Regions from separate parts of the Salmo salar genome. Here region 2 is linked to region 1. Evidence: chromatin contacts called from public Hi-C data. All regions are on one chromosome and are shown on one strand. Each heading gives the region's core, a stretch centred on a gene start, on an enhancer-like site or on the middle of the called end of the contact. The rest is flanking DNA. Distances are from core to core; before and after follow the strand shown.

Evidence for each region. Hi-C and Micro-C count contacts between places; a contact is called where the count stands out from the background.
Region 2: a contact with region 1 is called in a Hi-C map of muscle, with 7 times the contacts expected there. The contact joins the enhancer-like site here to the promoter of LOC106571313 in region 1. A contact is called at or near these places in 2 of 3 Hi-C or Micro-C datasets (gill and muscle).

The regions. Positions count from the first base shown.
Region 1 is chrssa15:35,579,618-35,582,712 of Ssal_v3.1, forward strand. LOC106571313 (ribosome production factor 2 homolog) reads right to left here and starts at 1,341. Exons shown (of 10, transcript XM_014144237.2): 1 at 1,221-1,341; 2 at 854-986; 3 at 708-745. The coding sequence starts at 1,243.
Region 2 is chrssa15:35,650,663-35,653,949 of Ssal_v3.1, forward strand. cdk19 (cyclin dependent kinase 19) reads left to right here. Exons shown (of 14, transcript XR_001320907.2): 11 at 33-120; 12 at 2,184-2,405. Among protein-coding and RNA genes, the nearest start is that of LOC106571309, 21 kb to the right of the region's middle. Within about 2 kb of position 1,634, at least 1 of the 13 cell types and tissues checked has an H3K27ac peak or open chromatin away from gene starts, as enhancers often do. A contact at or near this core is called in muscle, where this site is marked.

The sequences.
Region 1 (3,095 bases), core at 91-2,590:
ACACCAGATACTGACTGTTACTTTAATTTGGACCTCCCATTGTTCAGGGACAAATTATTCAATTTCTGTTAGTAACATGTCTGTGGAACTTGTTCTATTTGTCTCAGTTGTTTAATCTTATGTTCATGCAAATGAAATGTAGTTTATGTCCATGCTGTGGAGATACAACAGTGATGTTTCAATCCGCTAGGTGTAGGCATAATACAGCTAGTGCCATCTAGACAAATCCATTACATTAGCTACCTAAAATGTGACGTAACCTCAAATGAAAACTAATAGAGAACTTGAAAACGTGCAGGATACCTCTTTATAATACCTATAATGTTAGACTGTAATCGTAACATGGTGTTTGTATGTTCACAGATTAAATGTTAAGTTTACGTTCATGTTTCACGCATGGCTTTTCTTATGATCCTAACAATTTACGTATGATCTTCCTATGATCCTAAAGACACGTACGTTCAACATATGGGCAGGTATACGGCTCCATAAGGTCACCAGACGGTAAATTAGTTAAGACCAATAACAGAGCTCCAAACCTCTCTTCCATAACTCACAGATAGCTTCTTAGTAAAGGACTCATATGCTAGGACTATGTTTCTTTTTTTTACCATTTTAAACAATCACAGTAAGGTAGTTATTTGTTACCTAGAACTTATTTGAGAGAGTAAAACGGCTGCATTGGTACTTTAAAATCAATCACTTACTTTTTGTACAGTACAGCACTTGGTTTCTTCAGGGCATACTAGAGGGAAAAAACATGTATTCAGAGTTACCTAGCTATCTGGCACTCAAAACTTGACAATCTTCAATATTCTGGTAGGGGAGGAGGGTCGACAGTCAGAAAACGTACAATGTCCTTCAGTGCTTGAGTGACAGTCATACTGGTGTTGCCTCCTTTCATGATCATGGCATTCTTGACGTTCTCTGTAAGCTTGGGAGCTCTGTTGTCAAGAAAGCGCTTAGCCCTCTTCGTCTTAGGTTTTCTGAGGAAACAGTCATTCAACAGGAAAACACTTCAGCTATAGACACCATGACACTTGAGTAAAACACAGATGCTTTGACATAGTATATTTCGCTTGATGGAAGATCTCAAACTAACACGGTTTAGAAGACTACAGTAGCTACTAGCTAGGTAGCTAACTACATGGCTAGCAAGTGACGTTAACTATACAATAATAAAATACGTGAGTTAGCGAAACAAAAAAACACAACCTTACATTACTCCTTCCTTTTGTTTCATTTTGGTTGCTTCACTCGTGTGCTTGATGGCGCTTGCTTTAAAATACTCCACGTGAATTCACAACACCGGAAAATGTCGCAGTTACATATACGTCACATCCGTTGTTATGTACAGTATATACACACGTCGTACTCTTGTTTGGCCACACGATGGCGATAGAGAGCTATAAACCCCCTCTATAACTCAAACCCCAGAACCCAACATCAACCCCAAACTTTTGTGGTTTACCATTTTTTCCAGAACTATTAATTTTCAAGTATATGTTAACTTGTGTATCTTTACAAAATATCACATTCATGTGTGATATGAAATCATACAGGCCTTCTTATATTTCCGAGACCCGAAAGGGCAAATTCTATTAATTGAAAATGCTAAGAAGGGACAAGATAATAGCAAGGTGGGTTCACATCCCTAGCATTTTTTATTTTCTTGCCACATAATCGCGTTGCTCTTGAATGGCCTGTCCTCATAATTCATCTATTGGCTGAAACATTTTGAAATACTCCTGTCTACTTCAGTGGAATACATTCAACAACAGCACATAATGTAAATGTGTTCTTTTGAATAATTATTTATTTTTTCTAACCTGGTTGTGTAATGGATGATATAGTCCTGGGGTAATCAGTACTGTGGAAGGGTTGGTGAGAGTACTGCTACTGAAGAACAAATTAACACAGCGGTTTCCTACATGGAATGAGATATTGAAATGGAATGTGAACCTTGTAACTTCCACAAATGTTCATCAATGACATTAACTTGTGTGACACTTTGAATCATAACCAGTCATTCTCCCACTTTGGTTGTATTACACCACTTACTATTTATACTGTATTTACCGTTCAAATGTTTATGGATTTCACAGAAACCTTCCTGTCTGCACAGCTGCAAGACCTGTCAGGGTTCCCCAACTGGCAGCTGATTTTATTTAGCCCAAAAATATATGATCCCCCAAACATTATTTGAACTCCCAAGTTTTCTGAACATTTATATACAGTACCAGTCAAAAGTTTGGACACAGCTACTCATTCAAGGGTTTTTCTTTATTTCTACATTGTAGAAAAATAGTGAAGACATCAAAACTATGAAATAACACATATGGAATCCTGTAGTAACCAAAAAAGTGTTAAACAAATGAAAATATATTTTATATTTGAGATTCTTCAAAGTAGCCACCCTTTGCCTTGATGACAGCTTTGCATTTCAATTAACAGGTGTGCCTTGTTAAAAGTTCATTTGTAGAATTGATTTTCTTCTTAATGCGTTTGAGACAATCAGTTGTGTTGTGACAAGGTCGGGGTAGAAAAATATCAAGTCCATATTATGGCAAGAACAGCTCAAATAAGCAAAGAGAAATGACAGTCCATCATTACTTCAAGACATGAAGGTCAGTCAATCTGGAAAATTTCAAGAACTTTGAAAGTTTCAAGTGCAGTCCCAAAAACCATCAAGCACTACGATGAAACTGGCTATCATGAGGACCGCCATAGGAAAGGAAGATCCAGAGTTACCTCTGCTGTAAAGGATAAGTTCATTAGAGTTACCATCCTCAGATTGAAGCTCAAATAAATGCTTCACAGAGTTCAAGTAACAGACACATCTCAACAAACTGTTCAGAGGTGACTGCGTGAATCAGGCCTTCATGGTTAAAGTGCTGCAAAGAAACCACTAATAGAAGAAGAGACTTGCTTGGGCAAAGAAACATGAGCAATGGACATTTGACCACTGGAAATCTGTCCTTCGGTCTGACGACTTGCTTCCATTCAGCCACAAGAGCATTAGCGAGTTCGGAAACTGATGTTGGCTCGCAGTCGGCGTTCCAATTCATCCCAAAGCTGTTCAATGGGGTTGAGGT
Region 2 (3,287 bases), core at 384-2,883, 71 kb after region 1:
ATCTGTATCCCTCGTCTCATTCTCTCCTGTAGTGTATTTGCCGGATGTCAGATACCTTACCCAAAACGAGAGTTTCTAAACGAAGATGAGCCAGATGAGAAAACAGAGAAGAAAATAGAGGTGAAATGCTTTGGGCTATAGACTAAAAGTGTAATACTGGGATATGCATCAAGAACCCCCCACAATTCTGAGCCTTCTTTGTCCATATGCTTTTATTAACAACTGTCATCGTGCTGTCTGAATAGACCCAAAACACCTTACTAAATAGACCCAAAACACCTTACTAAATAGACCCAAAACACCTTAATAAAAAGACCCAAAACACCTTAGTAAAAAGACCCAAAACACCTTAATAAAAAGACCCAAAACACCTTAGTAAAAAGACCCAAATCACCTTAGTAAAAAGACCCAAAACACCTTAGTAAAAAGACCCAAAACACCTTAATAAAAAGACCCAAAACACCTTAATAAAAAGACCCAAAATACCTTAATAGAAACAGTAATGGAATGTCAGCCCAGCAGTAGGGGTTTCATAAGGTTATTGAAAGTGCAGGGTAAGGGTCCATTGAAAATGAGCAGTCTGGGGCCTAGGGTGATTTAGTGTTCTGAGCCGCTGCCTCCGGACCACATATACCACTGCAGCAGCATGGATTTGATTCCGGATCCATCTTTACTGTATACCTCTGTCCTATCCAATAAACAGAAAATATGGGAGGAGTGGGACTGCCTTAAAATAAGGGAAGAGAGAAAGACATACCATGGGATATGTAGGATTAAGGACAAGCTGCACAACAGCAGCAGCTTCAGCCAGCACCACAGGAGAAGGGTTGGTCCAATCACCTCTGGAGGTGAACGTCACTCCAGTTAGCCCGTCCCCTGATAACACATCGGCTAAACAAAGATGAGAAATCAGAAGGCAAAACTCTGAAGTATGTCAGGTGGTTGCCTTTAGTTCATGGGATACAGGTGGATGAGTGAGATATGAATCAAGAGGGAACCCCAGGCCTTCTCTCTCATACACTTTTTCTATGCGTATCTCGCTAAGCTCTCGAAAGCGTATCTCGCTAAGCTCTCGAAAGCTAAGCTCTCGAAAGCGTATCTCGCTAAGCTCTCGAAAGCGTATCTCGCTAAGCTCTCGAAAGCGTATCTCGCTAAGCTCTCGAAAGCTAAGCTCTCGAAAGCGTATCTCGCTAAGCTCTCGAAAGCGTATCTCGCTAAGCTCTCGAAAGCTAAGCTCTCGAAAGCGTATCTCGCTAAGCTCTCGAAAGCGTATCTCGCTAAGCTCTCGAACGCTAAGCTCTCGAAAGCGTATCTCGCTAAGCTCTCGAAAGCGTATCTCGCTAAGCTCTCGATTCATATCTTACTTGAGGTAAAGGTCACTGATGTGGAGCTGTTCCCCTGATAGCAGATAGGCTACAGGAGGCTTTACTTGGACCATAGTGTTACTGATAATGTACTGTTGGCTGGCTGGTATCAAACACCATGTTGTGAATATACCAGACCCTATAGAAAGCAGGTGCTTGTATGATGCCCAAGCCAAATCAGTGTGTTTGAGGTGAAGGGGAGTGTATGCATGTGCTACAGCCAGAGAAATACCAGTCCCCTTCCCACTGAGCGGTTTCTGCGAATCCCCGGCCCTGCATCACATTGGCAGCTGTTGTCAAGTAGGCAACACCTGATACAAGTGTTGCCTCAGAGCAGCTGTCAGGAAGGCTGCAGGGCCTCTGTGCCAACCAGGGCCCAGAGGGTATGAGAGGGACTCATTGTTTTAGCTGACCCAAACTTTCACGTGTCTCAGCCTCGTGGTCGTGGAGCTGTTGAGAAGTGATAAGCTGGACTGAAGGCTCGGAGCGTAATTCTTGTAAATCATTTCAGCCCACTGTTTACCAGGCCCAAACAAACACTGCAATACTGGGAACATACTTCCCAGTTCCCAAATACTGTAAACAGTGACCATGATTGATCAGTGAGCGATTTGTACATTTGGCTCTTGTTGAACAGTAATGTTGTCTTGATACCATTTATTGAGTTAGCAGACCTTATTTACTATGTGCATGTATGGAATATGTTTTGTATGGATAGGAAACTGTGAGTGTGTTGGTGCACAATGGAATATTATTGCAGTCTCCATCTGTTACTCTGTATCTGTCCAACTGAACATTAATGTGTTTGTCCTCCATCAGAACCCGGTCCAACAGCACCAGCAGACGACAGCCCAGGCCCAGCAGCAGAGTGGCACCCAGCAGGCTTCTAACCAGCAGAGCTCCACCCAGACCAACGGCAATGCAGGGGGCACTGGAGCCAACGCCGGGGGAGGCCTCCAGCACGGCCAGGATCAGGGGCCCCCCAACAAGAAATCTCGCACCGGGCCTTCAGGAGCCTCCTCAGGCACTGGGATCCACCAGGTTTGAGTTTTTACAGCCTTACATACATCCATAGTATTACTGTTCGTTTTTTAATTGAAAGGAGATGGAAGGCGATGACAGTCACCAACGGTTTATAACCTACGGCATGTTTGTTATCTAGGGTTGACTTATTCAAATTTGCTTAATCCAAATAGGCCCTTGGAGTACCCAGAACTTGTGCCATCAACAGTGTTCCTTTATTAATGATTAATTTGACTATGGAGTAAAAATTAATGCCTGTGAACTTTTCCCCAAAGAGCCCTCAAGGTTTAAAACACGTACAGACGCGTACAGCAGAGTATGTCAGGGACGTGCAAAACACGTGTTGTGCTCGGTTAGTGAACAGACACAACCCCTTCAACTCAGACCAGAGTGGAGTATTGTGCTAGCTAGTAGGATTGCAGGTCATGTTATATCAGAATGATAATGTCATTCCTCCAGTTCAGACTAGCCTGTTGATAAAGGTGACAGCAAAATAAGCTGCCCTCATTGTTGTTCCCCCTCTTGGCGCCTGCTCTATCTTTGACTGAGCCCCTATCAGGGAGGGAGGGAGGGAGGGGAGGAAGGGAGGGAGAGAGAGAGACTGTAGTTAGAGCAAGAGTGAGTTAGTAAGTGAGACTGTAGTTAGAGCAAGAGTGAGTTAGTAAGTGAGAAAGAGAGGGACTATGAGCAAGAGTGACAGAGTGGAGGTCATGGTACAGAGGAAGGTAGAGGGTATTACATATGAGAAAGGTAAGATAAAGGTGATCTCCCTGTTGTCCGGATCTCAATGGTGTTCTGTTCAGAGGTGTCTCCTCCTGGCTTGGCCCGGACCCTGTGGGGTTCTGGACTGACTGACTGACTGACGAGGTGCTAGGCTATATTTAGCAGGGGGCTGAGGCT